Linked DNA regions of Mus musculus: regions 2 and 3 are each linked to region 1. A link is a contact called in public HiChIP or PLAC-seq and promoter capture Hi-C data. All regions are on one chromosome and are shown on one strand. Each heading gives the region's core, a stretch centred on a gene start, on an enhancer-like site or on the middle of the called end of the contact. The rest is flanking DNA. Distances are from core to core; before and after follow the strand shown.

Region 1 (3,376 bases), core at 114-2,613:
ATATAACAATTCCATCAAGCAGATGCACTTGATTCTGTCACTGCTCTAATAAGTTTCTGATGTTTACATTTTAAACTGAAAACTTGGAAAGCTATACTCTCAGGATCAGGCAAAACAAATCCCAAAGTTTAAGGCCAACTGAGCTACATAGTTAATTCAAGACTATCCTAGGCTACATGCCAGAAGGAAAGAAACAAGAGAAGGCTATGCACTATTAGACCCTCAAAAGCCTTGGTTCCTCTCATGGTCAGTTAAGCAAGTGGTCTGGACACCAGCAGTGCAGCTCCAATGTGGCTGAAATAGGGACTGGGTATGGGTGGGGAAAACTTACCTACGTGAGCACTTGTCTGCCTCATTGCCTATCAGAGACAGATGTTTTTAGTATGTCCACTAATAAGCAAACAAACGGAGGAGATTGGCTCAATTGGTGAGAAAGCTTACTGTCCAAGCATGAGTCCAAAACTCCAGCACCCGTGGAAAAAGCTGACAGTGGGCTCATGCCTATAGTCCTAGCCATGTGGGAAATGGAGACAGGAGGACCACTAGGGCTTGGTGGCTGTCAGCTGAATTACAGGTTAAGTGAGAGGCCCTATCTCAAAGGAACAGGTAGAGAATACAGACAAGAGCACCCAGTGTCGTCCTCTTGCCTATACACACACACTACAAAAACAAAATTAAGGAAACCTAGGCACATTTAGATTAAAGAGTCAACCAAGTGGCATATATTAACATGTCTTCTTTAATTCTGCCATAAAGAAATGTCATTTGTAGGGAAATGGTGAACCTAAAGATGTTAAGCGAATTCAGTATAATTTAGAAAGAGTAATCACCAATATTGCATGTTTTTCCCATATGTAGGACCTAGATTTTAAGTGTGTATGTGTGTGTGTGTGTGTGTGTGTGTGTGTGTGTGTGTGTAAGAGGGGAGAGAAGGGGAGAGAACTATAGGAGGCAAGGAGGGGGTCTAAAAGAAGATGGAGCAGAGGTGATGGAGATGACAAAATATTTCTCATGAGCAGAATCTAGCTTTAAAGACAGGAGCAAAGTAGATACACACAACACATAGACACACGCATATGATCTCATAGTGAAGTTTATTATACTAAAGGGCTAGGAAAAGAAAGTCAACATCTCTAGACTAATAGAATGCATTTTCAGTATTCGTGGATGACTCGAATTTTTAAAAATAATTTCCTGGTATTAGCTATATATACTCCTTCTTTCGTTCAGGTGATACCACAAAGTAAGAGGACCTCCAGCTCTACGGGCGCTCACAGATGAAGGTTCTCAAATTTCGAAAGCATCTCTGCTCCGCTGCGCCTGGCCCTACGCAACCGGAAAAAGGGCATCGGAGCCGGAAGCCGAGGTCGGCGGCCGGAAGTCATGGTCCGCAGCCGAAGGCCCTAATTCCGCGGCAGTTGTGGCGGTTACGGCGGTTCTGTACCCAGCATACGAATGGAGGCGGCCCAGGATCACGGGCCGGGGTTGTGCTGCAAGCCCGGCGGGCGTCTGGACATGAGCCACGGCTTCGTACACCACATCCGTCGGAACCAGCTCGATCGGTACCGCCCCGCCCCAGGCCCGGCCCGGCCCGATTCGGCCGGGTGACAGCGCCTGACTCCCGCTCGGCTCCCCGCAGGGACGACTACGACAAGAAGGTGAAGCAGGCGGCCAAGGAGAAGGCGAGGAGGCGCCACACGCCCGCGCCCACGCGGCCCCGCAAGCCAGACCTACAAGTGTACCTGCCGCGCCACCGAGGTGAGCCGCCGCCTGTCGCCCGCCCGCCCGCGGTCCCGCCCCCGGGCAAGCCCCTCTCTCTGCGTCAGGGCTCCTGCCCACCTGGCCCTTACAGCAGCCACTGCATCAATAGCAGCGCCCCCTGGGCCAGTGACCCCAGTTAAACTGCACTGTTATATAAGGTAGCTGGGACCCGGCCAGGAAACGCTGTCCACCAGTGTGATCTATCAGGCTGGGTTTTAATATTTCTGCCACCTGGAAGAGAAAGTGTGGCAGGGATTTAAAAAAAAAGAAAAGAAAAGAAAGATCAGTACATAAAATGAAACAAACCCAGTAAATGGCCTTTTCTTGGGCTTTCTGTGACCATGAACTCATGTTGACTAACATATGACACTAAGTTTGTGGGCTGTTCTTTACAGAGGGGTTAGATCTTGAGTACATTATTGAGTCCGTAGGACGCTGTTAAGCTGAGGACTCTTATGTCTGTTTCCCTAGCCAGAGAGGTGAATAAGGTGTCCAACATCACAGACCTAGTAAATGGCAGAGCCTGGATTTGAACTGAGGCAGAGCTCTGTCCATCCTTTCAGCAGCTTCCAGTGATATTTGCAGGAGACATATGCAGCTTATACTTACTTTTTAACAGATTGTGCTGGAGTGGAGGGAAGAAGTTAAAATCCTGATTGACAGCTACATACATAACACACACACACACACATACACACCCAGGGTCTGTTGGAAGCTTGGAGGCTTTCTTGGTGCTGTTTTTCTGATCATTTCTGTGGGCAGGGGTTTTAGCAGCATACCCCCTCTTCCCTCTCACTCTGGTTTGCCCTTACAGATGGCTCCACCCACCCCGTGAACCCAGACTGTGAGGAAGCCAGTGAAAGCAGCAGTAGTGGAAGCTCCGAGCTAGAGCCTCCTGGCCGCCAGCTCTTCTGTTTAGACTATGAGGCGGACAGTGGCGAGGTCACTTCAGTTATTGTCTATCAGGTACGCCTTTTGGAAACAGCTGCAGCGTGACCGTCCTGGGCCATGACGGAAACTACCACCAGTTCCTGAACCGCTGTTAATCTCAGGGCCAGTGGGAAAATATGTCTTCCCAGCAGATAGTCTCAGCACATAGAGATTCCTAGTTGGGGGAACAGGGAAAACTTGTGACCCTCAGTTGAGAATCACTGTTACAGGGGACTCCTGAGAAACAGAAGCCTTAAGCCAAACAGTTCTGTGAGCGTGCTGTCTAGGAACAGAGCAGCACTTGTTTGAGGGAGAACCAGGCTCTGAGCTTCCTGACTCTTCCTCCACGTAGGACGATGATCCTGGAAGGGTGAGTGAGGCAGTATCAGCACACACACCTCTGGATCCAGCCATGCGGGAGGCCCTCAGATCGCGAATCCAGGAGGAACTTGCAAAACGCCAGAGCCGGCACTGACGGGGCGGAGGCAGGATTCACTGCACTTGGCAGAATTTTGCCCAAGGAGCTCACCCCTAGTTTGGGGGGTGTCAGGATGAGTCCATGTGATCTTCAGGGAGCCTGTCCTCCTTCTCTAAGCTGCTGTATCCACAAAGGTCTTGCAGGACCACATCTGACCTGTCTCTCAGCAGCCATTTTTCTTGTCTCATTCATCTAACCTAACATTCT
Region 2 (3,646 bases), core at 1,132-3,631, 1.1 Mb before region 1:
GGGGTGGGGGGAGGCAAATGAATTTTGTAGCAAAATACCTAGACAAAATTCAAATTTCTGTTACTCTAAATATAACTATCAGAAAGCAAGCACACTCACTTGCTCACGTCTTTCCTACAGATGTATTTGTAGCATGGTGGCTATGTCCCTTAGAAAACTTGGAACCAGCGGGGCCAAAAGTGCTTACTGATGACCTTTTACAGAAAATGCTTGCCAGCCCCTGCTGAGTCTAATAATAGGATGGTCAGAGTGCTTGGCAATATTAAACAGGCCAGGAAGAGCTCGTACACTCCTAGGCTCATCCATTTGTGCCATAAGCAATGTGAGAGACCAACGAGAACGTTTAGAGACTGAATTAAGGGGGTGCTAAATAAACAAGGGGAATGGCATTGAAAATAAAGGTGAAGGGCTACCCAGATGGCTCAAAGGTTAAGAGCTCTGTACTGCTTTTGCAAAGGACCTGAGTCAGGTTCCCAAAACCCACATCAGACCACTTATAACCAGACATGTCTCCAGGGGATCTGATGCATCTGACCTCCTAGGACACACACACATGGGCACATACCGTCTCCACACAGAAACACACTACACGCAGGGCGTGGTGGCTGGCACACACCTTTAATCCCAGCACTTGGGAGGCAGAGGCAGGCGGATTTCTGAGTTCGAGGCCAGCCTGATCTACAAAATGAGTTCCAGGACAGCCAGGGCTACAGAGAAACCCTGTCTCGAAAAGCCAAAAAAAGAAACACACTACACACACACACACACACACACACACGATTATGAGCAGATCTTTAGGAACACCACGTTTCTATTTCTTTGTAAGTTTTTATGTAATACAGAATATTTTAAAAATAAAATTAATAAATATTTTTAAAGGGTAGAGGGAAGAGAGAAAGTCACTCACATAATAGCCCATTATATGTTGTCTAATTACAGCACAGACCAAAACCTCAGGTTCTCTCTTGTCCCTGTGTTATTAATAAGCGTGGAATCATTAATGGACTGCTTGTCTCTGTGTGAAGCCTTTTACGGACGGAGTTTATTAGGCAGTCGGGGAGTGGCAATGCTTGGCAACGGAAGCAAGTGCAGCCTGTTGACTTACACAGTAGTGTAGTATTAACCGGAAGCAGGGCCTTTAACATGGTCCAGTGGGTGAAGGGGCTTCTAATTCCAGCACTTGGGAGTCTGAGGTAGAAGGATCCTGTATTCCAGGCCAGCCTGGGAGTAAAGCAGTCTTCGGCTTTAAAAACCAAAGACCCTAGTGGAGCTTCCTGGCTCACTCGTTAAATTTCAGCCCTTGCGAGACTGAGAGATGATAGAAAGGGATTGGTGAAGGCGAGTGGAAATGAAGGGTAGACAGACATCTCCTGAAACAGAACTGATCTTTAATCAGAACTGAAGGGCTGCAGTCTCTCAGGGAAGTGAGACTATGCCCAAGTGGCACGTGTTGGGGAGTAAGGGGTTGGGTTTTGTAGGACTGAAAGGGGGGGGGGGAGGCGGAGGGAGGGAGCTTTGGGGTTGGAAGATTCCATTTGCAGGTCAGTTCCCCTGCAGTCAGGAAGTGGGAGAGGCTAGCGGGTCTGGTATGTGGATCTCCTTATCAGAAGCTTCAGCAGTCAACAGTCAACTCTGGGCTTCTCAGTCCATCTGAGGTTTTTAAGTGATTACTTCAATCCATGCTTGGGACCAGCCTGAGCTAAAGTAAGACCCTATTACACATGGGTCGGTGTGCTGCCAAGCCCCAGAAGCTGAGTTCGACTTCTGGGGTGCATAAGGTAAAAGGAGCCCCACCCTCACTCCGCTCCACACAAAATAATGACCATGTAAAGAAAACTAAAATATACTTTAGTAGTACCTGTGTGATGTTGTATCTATGTAATAGGAGCGTGTATGGTGAGCATACCGTGTGTGTGCTTTGAGGAATACTATGCACGAACGTGTATAATCTAAGAGGGAATTTATGGACTATGCTAGCTAGCAACGTACCATGAGCAGGGATGGTGCTTAATATTTAGTCTTAATATAAGAGCACAAGAAAGAGGAAAGGCAGATGTGCGTTTCTTAGATATTTTGGCCGGTGGATCCATACATTTCCAGACTCACTTTGGCTTCCGGGCTGAACCTCGTCACTAGGTTTCTTTCCTCCAATGGCAAGAAGGACCGACACCCAAGCTCCTACCCACACGGACAGAGCCGGTTAGTCCGAAATGGCGGGAAGGGGCGGAGCACACATGGAGGGCGGGGCTAGAAAATTTCCCGAGGGCTCGGCCGCCCTGCTGCGCACGCGCACCTGCGCGCCCCCGCCGCCATGGCGCTGGCGCTGTCCAGTCAGCCGCGGGTGGTGGCGGCGACTTCCCCTCAGGAAGTCAGGTCTCCGCCTCCTCCCCCCCTCCCACCCCGCCTGCTCTGCGGCGGAGGCGGCGGCGGCGGCAGCGGTGTCTCTGCCTCTCCGCCACCTCCACCGCAGCCTCTGACCCCCGGCCGGCGTTGTTGGCGGGGAGGGGGACAGTAGTTGTAGACGCCCGCCCCTGCCTCAGAGAAGGTGAGTTCCCGCCCGGCGGCGGGGGCGGCCCGAGCTCCAGCCCTCAACTCCCGCGGCCTGGTGAAGGCCGAGCGCCCCGGCCCCGCCCCGCCGCGCCTTCGAAATGGCCGACGAGAGCCGGGCGCGGCCCCCCTCGGAGCGCCTGACTCTCTCCTCAGAACCCCTCAGCATCCGCGGCGCCATGGCCGAGGGACCTCACGGCCTGGCGAGGAAGCCGAGGTCCGAGGGGGCTAGGAGAAGAGGCGGCCGAGCCGAGGGCAGTGGGGGTTCAGTGAGGAATCCCCGTCCTCCAGCGACCCCGGGAGAGAGCAGCCTCGGTTTGGTGCAGGAGCGTGGACAGGAGACTTCCCAGCAGGCCACTTAGCGACAGGCATGAGTGGGGAATTAGGGAGCTCTGGACAGGAGGGTGGGAGCTTCCAGGTTTCCTCAAGGAAGAGGAGAGGTGAGGTGGAGGGGACGGATCACCCCGAAGCTTTTCTAGGCTTCTGGATTGCCAGGAAGACGAGTTAGAAAAAAATGTCCAGACGTCTCTTGACCGTAGTAACCCGAGTTTTAGCATTTTTTGACCAGTGTGAGAGTGGCGAGAAGCAAGATTTTATTCCAACCCTACTGACTAGGAGCAGAACTGAGCTGTGTTCTGGAGTGCTCCGAGTGACTTTGGCCTTTAAAAAAAAGTGTAAGGAGAGAAGGCCTGAAGTAGACAGGAGAGGTGAAAACTCCCCAAGGGTTAGGCATTGCTTCTGCCGGCTGAGAACTAGGAAGTTAGGCGCCTCCTTCATCCCAGTTACATTTCAAAGAATTGCTTCTATAGACTCTGAAAGACCGCTGAGCTGTGGGAAATAAGCTTAAAATGAGGGGATAGTTAGAGTCTTTGTTGGGCGTGGTGCTGAGCGCCTTAAATCCCTAGCAGTGGAGGGGCAGAGGCCATCCTGGTCTACATGAGAATTCCTAGCCAGCACGAGCTATAGAGTGAAACACTACCTCAGGAAAAAAAACAAAAATGGCCTGGGACCGGGCAGAATTTGTTAGCTTTTTAAGAGTGAGCTCTACTGTGGGTAGAACTCCTTAGACCCCAGCATCACAAACACGGAGGCGTGTCAT
Region 3 (3,805 bases), core at 884-3,383, 1.2 Mb before region 1:
GAGGAATCAGAGGGCATGGAATAGGGATCAAAATACATTACATACATGTATGCATTATTTTTTTTAAACTGCAAGACCCATGTCCCAAGAAACTCCTTAGTCCTATACATACGATGGTTGGGCAGTATCACCAATAACTATTACCCTATCTTGTAGCCTAATTTAGAAGGCTAGCAGTGGATCCTACATACTGTCTTTGAAACTCTCTAGCCATGGCTAATTAACTCTGGCTCCCTGGCATGGATTCAGGGCCCTATGATCATTTGAATGGGACAGAGATTACAGCAGAGTTTATAGTTTCCATGGTTAAACCTGTCAACTTGACTACACATAGCTCCCAATACCACTTAGGCATTTCTGCACCCCTGCCCATAAGAAGGGGAAATCTGACATTGACCGAGAATCCTAGTTTCCCTTTCCTTCCCTTTGGCCTCCCCTGACCCTGGAAATGGAGCCCAGGCCTATCCTAGGCAATTACTCTGCCACTAAGCTCCACCTCCAGGCCTGAAGTTGTGGCTTCCTCCTCCAGGTCTGTGACACTTGTGGGTCCACAGTGAGCTGACACACACCACTCTGCTGCCTACAAATGCACGTGCATTCAGCTTAGAAGCAAGGCTGTGCTAAATTATCAACCAGGCAGGTCCCACCTTTTGACATTGCAACATAACTTTGCTATCTACAAAGTTCAGGCCTCAGAATGGTGCCATCAAGTTATAAGAGCAAGAGATACATGAAATCACATAATGTTTTAAGTAAGCTTAGAATTTTGTTTTGGGCCTCCCTATTCATAGCTATTCTCAGTCACATGCATTAGACATGCCTGAAACCAAGAATATTATCAAATAGAACCAGGGTGGATAATGTAATGCTGGGCAATGGGTATAAACAGAAATGACGTTAGGAATCTGGGACACAGGAATCAGCCCACATAGGAGTCCATGACATGGGACATAGGCACAGCTGCTCAGAAGGCAGAAGCAGGGCCAGGAGGTCAAAGGCTTAGCAGTGCCTTCAGTAACTGCAGGGAGTTCTGGAATGCTGTGAACAACGTTAGAGCAAACTGCCCTGAAATCCTTGCTGCATAAGGATTCTGGACCTGACTAAAGGAAATGCAGCCAGGGAGTTCTACTGATCAAAGGGCTGGGGGTGCTGGGACAGGGCAGAAGCAGGTGGAGCTATGAGGAACATTTTTCCAAAGCCCTGTCCTTGGTCCTCGGTAGAATGGACCACATGATACCCGGGCACTGAGGTGGGGATTCTGCAACCCAAGAAAGACATGAACAAGGCACAGAGGTGAAGAAAGCCCGGCTTGAGCTAAGCATGTGCCAGAATAAGAAGATGGCTTGATTAGCAAACAGTCCCAAGCTTCTCACAGGATTAAGGGCTGTCGGTCGGTTCTGAAAGATCACTTCAAGGGACAGCGCAGAAAAAGCTACAAGAAACAGCTAACGACTTTTTTTTTTTTTTTTTTTTTAAGACTGTTGTGTCAGGGCTCTGGACTCAGATCTCCGCTGTACTTTACTGTGATAATTACTTTTTGGAACGTTTCTGGATTTTATTCCAGAGCGGAGACAGGGCAATAACCACGATAAATAATAACAGTAATCCCGCCTTTGGGGCGGGATTCGGCGCGGCGGTAGCGGAGGTGGGGAGGCATGGAGTCTCGCCCCTAGTGGTAGATCACTACTCCTGGATTGGAGTTTAAAGCAAGGCCTGGGAGGGCGGGCGGTGTACACCCGCTGGCGAGCTCGCCGAACCCTAAGACCCCATCCCTACCCTCTGAACACAGCGCACTGTCCTGAGTTTCCGGGTTACTCCCACACTGCCGAACCCTGGCTGCAGGAGAAAAACATGAGAAATCCTCCACCCGCGCGGGCTGCTAGGGCTATTGGGGCTGCTGCCATCCTAAGGCCCCAGCTGGCTTTAAAACGGTGGCCCGGAAGCCAAGCTGAGCTACGGGACCAGGACAGCAGCCAGAAATCTGACGTGTCACCGTGGAGAGCGCGGGGTGGGGGGCACGCAGCAGAGAACTGGGCGAGGTTACCGTAGGGGCGCGGAGCTGCCTGGAGACCCGAGTCCAGTGGGCGACGCGCACAGCTCTGACTTCCCTGAGCCGGAGGTTCTGAGTTTAAAGCCAAAGCTGGGGAGGAGCTCCTACAGAGGGCGGAGGAGGGGGAGTGGAGAAGGGACTTCGGGGAGGGGTAGAAGACAGAGCTTGGAAGACAGGAGTAGGGGGGTCGGGTGGGGGACAAGGCAGACACCGGAACACTAGCCTTTGTGTTCAATGAGTGCCTTTCAGACTCTGGATTCTCTTTTAGACTCATGATCTTCGCTGAGACTCGATAGAATAAAAGACGGTGACATTTTGTTCTGTTTTTATTTGTTTGTTTACTTATTGAGAGACCTGTCTCTATGTAGCTCTGGCCACTCAGGAGATTGTATGTAGAGCAGGCTGGCCTTGAACTCACAAAGAGATCTGCCTGTCTTTGCACATCCCTTTCCTAACTCCTCCACCGAGTGCTGGGATTAAAAGCTTTGTTTTGTTTTTAGATGAGAAATCAGAGGGCAATGTGGGAAGAAGGACTTAGCCTTCCACCATTCCATCCTTTGGCTTTCAGGATTCTGGTTTACATAAATCCAAGAGCCTGTGCTAAAATCCACCAGATGGGTGCATCATTTAGCTAAAAAATTCTTAATAGAACAATACTATCTATAGAAGCGTAAGTCTGACTCAGTTTCCCCCTCCCCTTCCTTTTCTCTATGTTCTCCCCCCTTCTTCATGGAAGCTGGTTATACAGTAAAGGATGATCTTGAAGTCCCGATCTTCCATCTCCATCTCCTGAGTGCTGACATTACAGACTTGTGTTACCAACGGCTTATGCTGGGAATCGAAGCAGAACTTTGTGTGGGCTCGGCAAGCACCTTACCAGTGGAGCTGCAGTCTCAGGCCCTAATTTATTTTTCAGGGAGGGAAAAAAGCAAGAATTTGGGGTATTTTTTTCTCCAAACATGATCAAATGTCCCAGGATTTACATTCACGCTCCAAGATAAACATAGGTTTGAAGATGGACCAGACAAGTACAGTCTAAGATTTATTCTTAGCCCTGGCCTTGGCCTGGTCTTTGCCTGTCTCCTTCCTCCTCCTGAGGCCTGTGCTTATTCAAGTTGCCTGCCGTCTAGTCCTCCCCTACACAGGCCATCCACTAGGCAACAGTGTGTGAAGCTGCCCCTGAGTAGCCAGCTCAGTCTCCTGGTAGAAGGCACTGAGAGACTGTCCCTGCTCAGGATATGGGATAGGCCTTCTGAGTACAAAATGGGCCAGGGACTTGCCATAGAGTTGACAGAGGTCAGAGGCACCAACCTATTGAGGGATACAGGTCAGCCATGGACCTTCTCCAACGTGTTTCTGTACTTTCCATGAGGTGCATTTAACCATTCAGAAGCCAGGAAAACTGGGACTCACAAAAGTCAGCAGTGTTTGTTACAGTGTTCCCAAAGAAATCGCATCCAAGGACAGCCTCCCTGCCTGGCTCAGGCAGGCCTACAGGACAGCACCACCCTGGGGCCCAGAGGGAGCCCAAAGTTCTTCTGTGAAGTGTACTTTGACTTCTCACCAAGGAGAGGAGCTAAAGGCTGGAGACAACTAAGTTAATCATTAGGGGTTACTGCCTCTGGGGTGTTCAAGACAGGAACTCCAGGAAGAAGGCTGGACTTTGAGAGCAGGCTGCACAGTAAACTGTAGTATTCATATTCTATATTGGAGCCATAAATGAGTTTCTTCCATTTTTCTTGTCTTTTATCTATC

What was found. Promoter capture Hi-C pulls out the DNA fragments that hold promoters and counts their contacts. HiChIP or PLAC-seq counts read pairs in DNA pulled down with a chosen protein or histone mark.
Region 2: a contact with region 1 is called in an H3K27ac HiChIP or PLAC-seq map of thymic regulatory T cells, with 7 times the contacts expected there. The contact joins the promoter of Krcc1 here to the promoter of 0610030E20Rik in region 1. A contact is called at or near these places in 6 of 39 promoter capture datasets (3T3-L1-derived adipocytes, the C10 cell line, hippocampal neurons and 2 more), 3 of 484 Hi-C or Micro-C datasets (CD4 T cells, pre-B cells and uterus) and 3 of 115 datasets of contacts at active chromatin or transcription factors (astrocytes, pancreatic cancer cells and thymic regulatory T cells).
Region 3: a contact with region 1 is called in a promoter capture Hi-C map of liver, with 2.2 times the contacts expected there. The contact joins the promoter of Thnsl2 here to the promoter of 0610030E20Rik in region 1. A contact is called at or near these places in 3 of 39 promoter capture datasets (cranial neural crest and liver).

The regions. Positions count from the first base shown.
Region 1 is chr6:72,345,954-72,349,329 of GRCm38.p6, forward strand. It overlaps 0610030E20Rik (RIKEN cDNA 0610030E20 gene), which reads left to right and starts at 1,364. Exons shown (of 4, transcript NM_026696.1): 1 at 1,364-1,562; 2 at 1,640-1,758; 3 at 2,576-2,727; 4 at 3,044-3,376. The coding sequence starts at 1,456. The coding sequence ends at 3,166.
Region 2 is chr6:71,269,296-71,272,941 of GRCm38.p6, forward strand. It overlaps Krcc1 (lysine-rich coiled-coil 1), which reads left to right and starts at 2,382. Exons shown (of 3, transcript NM_001354706.1): 1 at 2,382-2,545. It overlaps Mir8112 (microRNA 8112), which reads left to right and starts at 2,376; the gene lies at 2,376-2,506.
Region 3 is chr6:71,142,247-71,146,051 of GRCm38.p6, forward strand. Thnsl2 (threonine synthase-like 2 (bacterial)) reads right to left here and starts at 2,134. Exons shown (of 9, transcript NM_001033929.2): 1 at 2,045-2,134.